2 separate regions of the Zea mays genome follow, and region 1 is linked to region 2. The links are chromatin contacts, called in public Hi-C maps. All regions are on one chromosome and are shown on one strand. The core of a region is the stretch at or near the end of the contact, and the rest is flanking DNA. Distances in the headings are between cores, read along the strand shown. Region 1 holds the start of LOC103635733 (CBL-interacting protein kinase 14). Region 2 holds the start of LOC100274190.

Region 1 (6,517 bases), core at 3,738-6,237, 170 kb after region 2:
GGTATAAGAATAAAAGAATGAATTACGTATTGTAAAATTTTTTCAAAACGTCTAATTCCCATACCTTTAGGCTGTTATACGCAAGACTGTCTGTGAGATCCTCCTTCGTCATAGCACATAATCCAGCTTCGAGCTTCGGGAACCCCATACTTCTAGCCATCTCTCGGCAGACAGATAATTCTTTGTTATCAGGGAGGCAGTATAGGAAGTCATCCTCATTTGTCCCATTGAACACCACTGCTCCCTTTGGATATTTTAACTCTCTGGCATAGTGATTGGCTTCGTAAGTCTCTTCTTCAGATAATTTTTTCCCCGAAGCATGTCGTATGATATAATCGCATGTGCTGGCAGGAGCTTCGGGGTCGGCAGTGTCAATCTTCTCAACCAAAACTGGTTCTGATGTTTTTTCGGTTTCCAAAGATTGTTCCTTGATGGGCTCTGAAGGCCCAGCTTTAGCTTCAGCTTCAGCTTGTTGCTTCGAAGTTTCAGTAGACGCTTCAGCAAGTTCAACAGTCTTCTTTGGAGTTGTGCTTGAAGACATAATCGTCTCCAAGACATCTAGTACGTTCACCATTCTTTTTCTTTTTGGGGTCACCAATGGGCCCTTTTGGATTTTTCTTGTTTCAGCATTCGCTGAAGGACTTAAGATTTCCAATATTTTTTGTCCTTCAATTCTCGATTCTTCCGCCTTCTCTGCTAAAGCCGCTTCAGATTTCTCTTCTATCTTCGGCACTGGAGCTGGTTCTGTAGCTTCAGAGGCCAAGGAAACTTCACCAATGAATTCTGGCACTGTGGCCGGCTCAATAAAGCGCGCTCGGTGGGTGAGCACCTTCATCTTTTTCCTTTGCGGCGCTGGCTCATTAGTGGCACTTGTGGTAGTTTCTGTTGCAGAAGAAGTATTCTTTCTTTTGCGACCCAGCACCGGATAGTGATAGTCAGGGTAGACAAACCCGACTGCGTCAAAGACCCGGTTGAGTCTTTTCTTCTTTCGGCCTCCGAAGGCTGCTGATAATGCAGTGTTCTCGGCCTTCGAATATGCCCCAAGCAGTTCGTCACTTAATGTTTCAATGCTTTTCAACCAGTCGTCATCAGGTTCAACAAATTTATCCCCGTATTTGAATGTGTATTTTAGTCTGACCAGTCCGCCTTCGTCGGACTCTTTGATGGTCTCCTTCGGCATTTCCCACTTTCCTGCAAGTGGCCACACCCTGAAGGCAATATGTTCTTGAATCAAGTCCCTTGTCCCAATAAAAGAGCAGACTACGCCGAAGGCTCTTTGGCATTCCTCGGCTGCTTCATCCATTTTAACCTTCGGCCTTCGAAGTCCGAAACGTTGCCAGATGGGGCGCATAATGATACTCTTGACATCTTCTTGCGTTGTTAGGTCATTCTTTACATAAAACCATTCAGTCATCCAGGCTCCGGGCCATCTCTTCCGAAAGGTCGGCACAGGGCAGCTTGACCCGGAGCGGGCAACGAAGCTGTAACACCCAAAGTTGTTGTGATATTGTTCTTTCCCCCAGGGCTTCGTCTCATATAACAATTCATGAATGTTGCAAAAGCTTTTGGCATTTGGTTCTAAACCTTGGCTTCTCGCAGCCCAGACAAACATCCCCATTCTTATGATAGCTTCGGGAGTAATTTGATGAAGGTAGATTTGAAATGTTTTCAGAACTTCAACAACAAAGTTGCTCAGGGGGAATCGAAGCCCAGCCTTGAGAAAGCTTCGGAAGATTACGACTTCATCTTCTTCGGGGGTGGGAGAAGTTTTTTCTCCAGCATCAGCTCTCACAATAGATATATCTTGAAAATATCGGCCCCTCATATTATCAATATGACTCTGCTTAATGGTGGTTTTCCCGAAAACCGCGTGACTTGGCCGCCATGGCCGATCTTCGGACTCTTCCCCACCACTTTCTACATCGTAACTGTCGCTGTCACCAGTATCTTCAGACAAGCCTTCCAGTATCTCCTTGGTAATTTTTTCCGTATTGGTCTCCGCCATCGCTATAAGGAACCCCAGGTTCTTCTCTTCAGAGAGAGACAGCTTCATCTCGGGACCGGCCTTTTTGTCTTCAGACATCTTCGGAAATGCTAAAAATTGTTTTCAATGCCGAAGCTTCAAAACTAAAAGCTCAGTAAATTTTTGCGCGCAAGAGATAAAATTGAGTAAGCAGGGGCAGATGGCAAGTGTGCGTACCAAAATGAGTTTGTGGTATGATCTTATTTATACGCCCAGTGCGTTGAAAGTTGAAAGACCCACTTGTCAGTGAATGTTGCTATTCTAGCAAAGGGAAGGTGTTTTTTCGGACCTTCGGCTTAAGGCCTTCGTCCATATCGCAATCTAAATTTATCATTAATAAATTAATATTGCGAGGGGCTACTGTTGGGGGCCTTCGTCCTCCGAAGGTCCTCAAAAACATGATTTGACAATATCTTCCAAGTGAAATGCATGAACAGATATCTTCGGACCCAGACTATGAACATGAAGTACGATCAGGACGAAGCTTAAGCTAGACGAAGGAGGATTGAGATGAAGGACGGGCTGATCACCAAGCCGTACGAGGGATGGTGCATAGCCGAAGCTGTGCGCAGGGGAGCTTCGGCATAATGGCAGAAAGGGGAACCGACTTAAAGATGAAAAGACTACTTAGGCTTTGACAGATCCTCATAAGTCATTAGCAAATGTAGTGGACATGAATGTAATTTTACATGGGCTGCGTCCCACGTCTATAAATAGATGAACAGTACCCCCGTACTGTTCAGGCGGACTTGGCATTTGCTTTTACGTCACACTTGTATTTTCATCTCCTTCCAAGCCGAAGGTACATTTATAATTCGATATTGTCTCTATTTTTCCATGATGATATAATAAAGTTAAATGGATGATGTTATATGATTATTCATGCTATCTTTTACGTTTCATATGCTTCGTCTTTCATTAATGTATATTGTGACGATGAAGGTTCGTCTTTCATGACCTTCGTCCGAAGATCGTTATTTCCTAAGGGAAATAATGTTTCAAAGGACGAAGGATTTTATTGTTTAACATTCTCTGTGTTGCCTTGTTCTTAACTCATAGCACTTGAGAACAAGTCCCCAACAGGTTGCGGGTTCGAATCCCCTTGTGGGCATTTGTGTTTTTTAAATTTTAGCTAGATGTGGACTGTATGTGGGGATGAGAATGGGAATGAGCTTTGTGTGGAGGGGGGAATGAGAAAGGCAGAACATGGAATAGCGGCAGAACACAGCTACCCTTGTAGTCAGAACACAGAATGACATACTACCCTTGCAGCCTTAATAAGTAGTAGAGATATATGAGAGAGAAGGATATGCACGGAAGTCGAACAAATCAATGAGATAATTCTGCATCAGTTGATACAGATTTATCTATCCTATGGTAACAATCAGATTATAATAATCGTAAAACATTGTATTCTATGTCACTGCACGCCATTGTAGACATGCATCTCTAGGTAACAGTCAGATTATAATAATCCAAACAATGTATAGGGTAGCTAAATTAATCTATACAAATATTTTCTAAAAACGATTATAATAATCCAAACAATGTATAGGGTATAGCTAAATTAATCTATACGAATATTTTCTGAAAACTTTGAATCTAGACCCACCACTGCAGATATGAATCTCTTAAAGCTTAGATCTCCATTCAAAACCTAGCTAGAACACATTACTCAAACAGTCGAATTGCTCACCAGAACGAGCTGCACATTACAAGTTGGCATTGCTTCAGATAGCCACACGGTGACGACACTGGCCAGGTAACACAAGTGCAGGACCACATGTTGTTGCATGATTGATCTTTGCATTATGTGTCTGCATGCAATACATGCATCACAGATGAATGAAGCGGCTAGATGAGGCGTGGACGTCCTGCAAAGTAGATGTACATGTACCACATGCATCATGGGATGAACCGTGCCGCCATTCCGGACAAGATTCGTTGCGCTGCTGTATTCGTGTGAAGGAAACGTGATCATAAGCGGATGGAAGAAAACATCTCCCTGTAGTCCTGTACGCATGTCTTTATTTTCTGTAAATTTAACCAAACTGAAGATAGATTTCATTTTATTTTCAGCAGATAGATACGTACCCTCTCCGTTCTTTTTATTTATCGTGTTTTAGTGCAAAAAAATGAATTAGTGGACGATAAATATTAGTGTATGTTTTTTTAATAAATGAATGGATGTTATAAAAGATCTGTTACAATCGAGAGACATCATGTTTGTCACTCTGTGTCGTTATATATACTCGTAAGACGATGGTAACACCATTCTCTATGGTCGGTGGTTCTCAGTGAGTTAAGCAGTGGCGATGATGGATGTGGACACGATGCCACTAGCATCGTATGTCTCTATTATATTATTGAGTTTGGAACATCATGATAATTAATCTCTCTTCTTCTCTTTTTCTCCATACCACCCGTATTACTATATATGTCACTTTCTTCGTTCTTTTTTATTTGTCGCGATTTAGTGTAAAAATAAGCTAGGCTACGATAAATATTCGAAAATAGAGGTGTTATTAGAGAGGGCTTGTTACACACAATGGTAGTTTTGCGTGTACGAGAACTATGGAACACAGACACACCTTAGTTGAGATTTCTTTTAAAAAATCCAGATAACCACTAAGATTTTCTTTTAAAAAAATGCATGACGATGTATAGTTTTAAACGAAAATAGTAAGAATTAACTAAGACCCATGTAGCGGATACGTGTAATTTGGGTGTGGTTACAGATAAGATCACCGAACGGCCATGGCAAGATAGATCGTCCACACGTGGACATGTAGTCATATAGGTGAGAGGCAAGTGCCTGTTATCAGCAGCTTAGCGACGTACGGAGAGGATAAGGTAGTTGCGCACTTGCGCTGTTAATCCTGCTCCTACGCTAGCTGTCACGGGGGCGAATATTCGAAGCGGACCTAGATGAGCGATGCGGCCATTATCGTCAAAGGCATATAAAAGGCCCTAGCCCTGACCCTGAGGTGAACCAATCTCTCCTCGTTGTCGCCGCATCCCAGTATCCCACGGCCGGCCGGCCACCCACACCCACCTCTCAACTACGCCAAGCCAAGCTTAGCGAAACTCAGGCGATCGGACCACGCCCCACCGAACAAGTGCAGCGCCCGACCCTCCCCACGGAACGAAGCTTCGGCGTTCTCGTCGCCCCGTCGCAAGGTAACAGCAACCAACCAATCCATCCTCTGTCTTCCTGATCAATCTGCTTGCACGCCGGCCGCCACCACGCGTTACCACATCTCTTTACGGATCCCACGCTTTTGTGTAAGGACATCGTACGTCGCCGATCGTACCAACAACCTACCCACCTTGTTCGGCGGCGATCGTATCAACAACCTACCTACTAGCGCCTTCCTGCTGTTAGTTGTGGTTCATAGGTTCAGTCAGGATTAGTAGAAGAAAAAAAGAGGCGACGACGGCGATGTCGGCTTTTCCTTGGTCTGCAATGCACCCTCTGCGGTGCCTTCGATTGCTTCTTCTTGTTGCCAGATAGTGCTTTCAGTCGGAGGGGAGAGCCCGGTATAAACTCCTGCAGCCTCGTGTATGATTCCTGGCGGCGTTAGTCAGGTTTCTAAAATGCGAAGCTTCGCTTCGGTTATGGCTCGTTCTTCTTCGTCTTGGATTTCTAATTTCTTAACATCCTGCCATTGCCATGCTGCGTCTTGGATCCTTATTATGTCAGACGTGTAATTCTGGGGATTCCAAAATAGCCGCTGATGATGGCTTTGCACAGAAAGAAAGTGCATCCATCAGATTCCTCTCGACCTGCTACATCCTGCCTTTTACCTTCTTTCTGCCTTCTGTATATATTCACTGTTGATGTTGTCGTTCTTTGGGCTGTTGATAAATGATGCTGTCGATTCTTATTGCATTACCTGCCACTATGTACCGGATTGTTGTTATACATACCACACAGTCAGCATTTTTAGTTTTCTTTGGTGAAGCCTTTACCTGGCTGGTTTTGTTGGCGTCCTGTCCTTACAGTAGCCAACAGAAAAATTGTTAGCCTTTTCATGTGGTCATGCAGCTGCAGAGTCTAATGTTGTTTCTTTTCCTTTGTGCAGTGCAGATCACAAGTCCATAACAAGAAAGACAACAAAACTATGCTGAAAGATGTGCTTGCATAGAAGATACTTCTGCTGCAACACCACCAAGGGCCTAGTGGCTCTTGCGCAAGATCTGCAGGCCTGCTCGTCTCTTGACTTGAGCGGCGGTCACCTTGTCCGCATCTACTCCACGCCCTTCAGACTCCGACGCCAGCAACCTATAAGGCGCAGTCCACCTGATTGACAACAGAAAGCTAGCCTTGTGCGTGATCACACAGTTTTCATGGATATAAAAGATATGAAGACCAGAGGGAAGACTTTGACGGAGCGGTATGAGCTGGGGAAGCTGCTGGGGAAAGGCGCGTTCGGGAAGGTACACTATGGAAGGGACCTTGAGTCCAACCAGGATGTTGCTATCAAGATCATG
Region 2 (6,354 bases), core at 1,253-3,752:
CATATAGCCTAAGTCGTGTGCCAGTATGCTATGTCAAGGTTGTAATGTCGCCCACAGCACATGTAATGCGATGTGCCCAAGACTTATCCATTAAGCTATGGCCAAGGTATAGTTTCCAAGGCTTTAGAAGTGGAGTCCATCCCTCGGGTTTGTACTACGCCCAGTGGGCCTACAACATCCTTTTGCCCCAAGACAGGATTGGGTTTAGCCAACCTGAGTCCTCGACTCCTCCAGGGGGTCCCTGAGCCTTGAATGGCATGGGCCCCGACTATTAGAATACGGGCTCAAGAACTTCAGGGACCTGAGTAGCTTAGCATGTGTTCGAGGGCTGGTCTTGCACTGAGCATCCTATACACTATCCCGAGGCACAAGGGCCCCGACAGCCTACACCACCAGGTGTCCCGAGGCGCGAGGGGCCCTGAGAGGCTACACCATTAGACGTGGGGCCCCAAGGACCTACACCGTCAGGTGCCTCGAGCGCGAGGGGGCCCAGGGGCTTATGTTTGCATGTCACGGGATGCGGTCCTAAAGACTTAATTTAGAGGAGACCCCCATATAAACCGACTCAGAGTCAAGGCCAAAGGAGGTCCCCAAGCCATGGGGCCCCGAGAGTAGGATCCCCCCTGAAGTCAGTCTCCTGAGACAGGATCCTTGAGCACGTCTTGGCAATAGCTGAGTCCCCAAACGTTGATAGAAATCATTCAAACATATGAAAAATCATAGCACCAATGTTAAGAAGGAAAAGGTACTAACTTGAATTGCATCATCATATCTGTAATCCCTCCCCATGACTCTACTATCAATTATTGCTGACACAAAAAAAAGGTTTACAAATTTCAGTAATAGCAACATGTAATTCTACGCAATGATAAAGGACAATCTACTTTACTTCCCAAAGGAAAAGGGTAAATATGTTATATGTACCTATAATTTTGGTTCGCCGATTGAGTATATTAACATATATGGAGAACAATAGTAACATCCCGCACTGCAAGTATGAAGTGGGTAACTTGACTTCGAATACAGTACAAGAAGGTTTCTCCTTTTTTGTTTAACATTTGAACTATGTATATAGTACACTGATAGAGATAACAAGATTCGTATGCAATTTTATTCACGTGCCAAATTTTAGTCATTGTTATATTTCTAGCAAAACTGTAAGAACAATTACAATTTCAAGGGAATAATCATGACAAGAGCAAAGTTATCATTCAAATTTCGAAGAATATAATATCAGCTAGTTTTAAGTTGCTATTAAAGAATGACAAATGCAAGTTGTAGGAACAAATAAAATGTGTTACAAGGAAATCATCCTCCAAATGTCACATTTCTGTTAATTCCCGGAAATACTAAATCTATTAGAACTTCAAAGGAAAAGACATTTTCAAGAGCAAATTCTGCGAAGTATATAAACAAAACTAACCTCTGTACCATTTAAAATCTCCTAGTTTTATATAATAATATAATGTTGTAGTGGCATTATGTTGATGCTATTCGAACTTGAATGAGAGCAAACAGAACCAATGTTACCACACTGAGAACCCCCATTTATATACTATCAATAACAGCATCAGCATGCATACGAGCTCAAATTATTGGGCTTTTGAAATACAAACCCAATTTGCAAATAATTTTATACCCAAAAAACAGTGAAAGGTTAAAAAATAAAAGATGTACCAGACTGGTGCATTTGGGCAACACATTCAGAATTACGCCAGCAACCTAGAATTGAAATTTACAGGCATTCACCTCGGACCAATCTGTTTGCCATTCTTGCCCACTTCTCCATCTCTGGCCCAGGTTCCATCACCGTCGCTCCAACATTGGGCCACCAGTCTGGCAACTTAGCTTGTGAGTACCCCCTCCAGACCTCCTTTGCTGGCTCTGCGACACGACTGGTCCGAGCTGCCTCCTTAGGCGGCGACGACACAGCAACCACCACCTCCTTCCCTCCCAAGCTGCGGTCCCTCCTTCGCACAACCGCCCTGCCGCCTTCACCCCACAATCCCCTCCTCAAACCCCGCCGCTGCCACGCCCGTAAGACCATCCCCAGCAGCAATCGCGCCGCGATGGCGCAGGCGAGCAAGAAGAGGAGTGCTCCGGTGAGGTAGCGCAGCGACGAGCGGCGGAAGGTTAGGACGACGCGGTCTCCGCTGACCTCGCGCACCGCCGAGCGTAGGTCGCGGTAGGCGGCGTCGGCCTCGGTGCCGAGGCGGTGGATCTTTAGCTCCACGAGGCGGCGCAGGCGCCAGAGCTCCGCTTCGAGTGCGCCGAATCCATCGTCGGGGTGGGCGACCTGGTCGACCTTGCCTCGGGAGCGATCGGGACTAGGTTTTACACCGCGAAAACGGCGTGCAAAAGCTATCGTCGTGGTGGAGGCAGGTCGGTGGCCACGAGGGATATGGGAGTTGAGGAAGGATGGGGGAGATGGCGAGAAGGTGACGGTGGCGGTGGCTGCGGCCATCGACAGTCTTACGGCGACGGCGGAGGCGACGGAAAGAGCAGGGAAATTTGTTTTTTTTTCGCTTGTGGTTGCTTTTAGCAAAGGGAACGTATTATGTGCTCATGGAGCTCTTGTGCTCATATGAGCACTTTAAATCTGGTGCCTTCATTTCTCATCCAGGGGTGAGGGCAGCAGTGGCACACAGAAGAGACACGGCGCAGGTGGTCAAGGGTGACACACAGAAGAAACTAGAAAATGTAAATATTAAACTCTATAAATAACATTTGTAGTCATTGGCCGCACTTAGAACATCACTCACAGACTTTATTTTTGACTCGACTCTTTATTTGTCTCTGTGTAAATATTAAACTCTATAAATAACATCTAATAGCAGCTCCAACAGACTAGCTAAACAGCCCGTGCTCTATAAAAAAAAGAAAAACTCCGTGCAAAAAGCTTCCAACAGTCTCTTCATCAACTTCGCCATCGCATCTGGCTCGCCATCGTCTCCCCGTCGCTGGTCATTTTTGGCTAGCTCTTAGGATTCGCCATCTCCCAGCCGACGCGCTCTCCTGCCCTCCTGCTTCCTCCCGCACTCTCTCGCTTTGGTTCCCATGGCTCCCCGGGCAAGTTTGTCGTCTCGCAGTGATGAGTGAGCTCTCCCCTGACGAACCCACCTTTCCATTACCGTTGCTTCTTGCTTGTTTCGTCCCTATAGCTTCACCATAGTGACATCACATTCCAGTTGAACTGGTTCAAAAATGGGATTGTCAATGATACTAGGGAATATGAATCCGATGTTTGAACTGTTCAGTTGGCCCAGCTCCCATTTAGTTTAATCCAACTGTGACAGATGTGTTGTTATGGCTTCTTGAACACAGATTGTCTAGTTTGTTGAAGTGGAATGAAAACATAATCCACATTCTTTTCTAGTTTGTTGAAGTGGACTGAACAACTTTGTGTCTGTATTATGTGCTTGAAATTGGCACCAAATGTTGTGTCTGGGTGTCAGACCGATTCAGAACGGTCATGCGCCATGTCCGTCGGCTACAGCAGATGAAAATTCATGCGCAAAAAAAAGAACCGTATGAGTTGGCTAGTTGAGAGTTTTATAAGTCATCATCTATATTTGAAGAGTTTGTTGGATACACTCACATATTATGAACTTATCTATTTTTTACAGCTCTCAATACTTCAAATTTAGCTAGGATTTATACCTAGTCTTTTGGAGTTGCTCTAATTCAAAAACTCTCTAACTCTATAAATAACATCTTATTCCAAAAACTCCCTAACATGCAAGTTAGTTTGGCTAGCGAGAGTTACTAGCCAATTTTAACTAGTGATAGAGTCAATTTAGCCCCTGTTTGATTCAGCTTCTGGGGAGCTTCTGCCCGCCAGAAGCCAGAAGTTGAACCAAACGCAAAACTTCTGGGGGGCTTCTCCCGCAAGCGCTTCGGGCCGACGCGGCTGTCCCTACGGCCGCCAAGAAGCGGCAAACAAGTCGCTTCGCCCCGACACGCGCTGTACCCCCGCACTCCCGCACGCACCGCAAACGCAAACGCTCTCTGCGCTAGGGTTTCGCCGTCGCCATCTCCTGCCGCCAGGATCCCGTACCCGCGCGAGCGAATGACGGAACCATCACCTCCGGCCACCACCGCGGTATGTTCTTCTCCATTCCACGTCCCGATTTGTGCTCCTCCATCCCAACCATCTCTTCTCGTCCACCTTCGTGCCCGATTCGATTCGGCCTTTGTGCTTATAGATTCGTAAGTCCCCCAATCTAAGCCGCGAACAGGCTTGTTTCTAGCCGTCGCAATGTGTTGTTAGGGTTTTGGGGTCTCCCCCCAACTCTCCTCCACCGTCGCTCCCATCTCAGCCGCGAATAGGCTTGTTTCTAGCCGTCGCAATGTGTTGTTAGGGTTTTGGGGTCTCCCCCTAAGATCAGTCGGATTTTGGGATTATTGTCTAGGGTTCATCCACCCTCTGTGTTTAGGGTTTATCCCCCCTCTATTGACTACGAATTATACGATTTGTACTAACGATTAACGTTTGAAATGTGCATTTCAGATCTGGGAGACAAATCCAGTATTCGTCGTCGGTGAAAACATCCACTGCAAGAAAAGTGATGTAAACCTAAACTTGTTGGTTATGGCAATGTTTTGCATATGCAATATTAAGGTGATTAAACTATTTAGGGTTCTAGGGTTATTGTACTGCTTATTAGTATCACGGTTTACGGTTCCTTTGCGAGTTCATCCCATGATGTGTTTGTTACCAGCCGAGCGAATTCATAACTGATTCCTGGTACAATGTACCCATGTCATACTAACTACCTAAATCCACATGAGATGGATTCAGCAAACTCCATAGCCGACAAGGCTATTGGAAGGATGCACAGATGCGGTTTTACCAATTTTTGTTTATGGTTTACTAGGGATACCATTGATCTGTTGTATCCCTATTATTTGTTCAGGGTTTAGTTCATAGTTTGTTTGTCAGTACCTGTATGTTATGGGTTTAGTTCATATTTTCTTTGTTAGTACATGTATGTTAGTAGCTTGAACCCTAGTTTGTCTATGTTAGCACGCAATTCATGTCAATACATGGAAGTTAGTAGATTGTCCCCCTGTCTAGTACACTAACCATCTAAATCCACATCAGATGGATTCAGCATACTCCATAGCCGACAAGGCAATTGGAAGGATGCAAGAGATTGCAGATAAGATATTTTTCGTAGCTCGGGAAACAATCCGTCCTGGACGCGGGTTGACCTCATTTGACGCTACCAAACTTCGTGTAGCATTGAAGGACATTGCTTGCATGATGGAGCAAGACTCTCTGGTGTTGCAAGAGTATTTGAACAAGGTCAACAACGTTAACAACCAGGCCAACAGCAACTATGAACCCTCAGACTTGTCCTCACCACCCCCTGGTGAAGACGACCTTAGTCCAGACTGGGACTTTGCCGAACACTTCGAAAAGTTTTGGGGTCTTGAATATGACTCCGATCAGATGCCTTCGTTTAGTGACAATGAGGTTTAAGTTAGAACATGGTTAACCTGTAGTAAGGTCTTAGGGAAACAGGGATAGGATCAGGCTTTTGCGTAATGCGGTGATGTTATGTGTTCCCTGTCCTTTTGTGTTCATCGGTAGTTGAATTATGGTAGTCTATATGTAATTATAGAAAACCGAATGTTACTACTTATGCTACTACCTAATGTTATTATGGTCCCTTCAGTGTTAATTTTGTTTTCTTCTTAAATCGACTGCACTACGTATTTTCAAAACTGTACACTTGTTTTGCACTAGATGGACAAGTCTGGCAAAGTGATTGCAAAGTGGGATAGTAGAGCAACAAAAATTTACACAGAAATTTGTGTAGAAGAGGTCAATGCACGGAATAGGCCACAACATTTTCTAAATGCAGAAGGGCATGCTAACCTCATAAGGAAGTTTAAGGAACGGACTGGTCGCACTTACACCAGAGATCAAATGAAGAATAGGTGGGACTCCTTAAAGAGAATGTTCACCCAGTGGAAAACACTTAATGAAAGGGCTACAGGTCTTGGTCGAGACCCTCATAGTGGTTCAATCAGTGCACCAGATGAGTGGTGGGCTAAGCAAAATGAAGTAAGTAGACTTAATTTTTTGTTTTCGTAGATTAACAATACTAATGGACATCTGAAAGTAGGAAATAACATGTTACTGCAGGCAATGCCAGGGTGTATTATGTTCAAAACAGCCCCCCTTGAGAATGAGGACGAGCTTAAGGTTATGTTTGGACCCATTGTCTGCGCCAATGAAACAACCCTTGTTCCTGGAGTTGAGGATGCAAATTCTTCATCTGATGACCACGTCCAAGCCAATTTAGGCGGGGGTGAAAACAACACACCTGACCCCTGCTCAAATGC

The links. Hi-C and Micro-C count contacts between places; a contact is called where the count stands out from the background.
Region 1: a contact with region 2 is called in a Hi-C map of endosperm, with 2.1 times the contacts expected there. The contact joins the promoter of LOC103635733 here to the promoter of LOC100274190 in region 2. A contact is called at or near these places in 2 of 25 Hi-C or Micro-C datasets (endosperm and leaf).

Annotation. Positions count from the first base shown.
Region 1 is chr8:116,076,351-116,082,867 of Zm-B73-REFERENCE-NAM-5.0, forward strand. It overlaps LOC103635733 (CBL-interacting protein kinase 14), which reads left to right and starts at 4,988. Exons shown (of 2, transcript XM_008658112.4): 1 at 4,988-5,203; 2 at 6,109-6,517. The coding sequence starts at 6,374.
Region 2 is chr8:115,905,479-115,911,832 of Zm-B73-REFERENCE-NAM-5.0, forward strand. It overlaps LOC100274190, which reads right to left and starts at 2,503. Exons shown (of 7, transcript NM_001357783.1): 1 at 1,750-2,503; 2 at 754-809. The coding sequence starts at 2,464.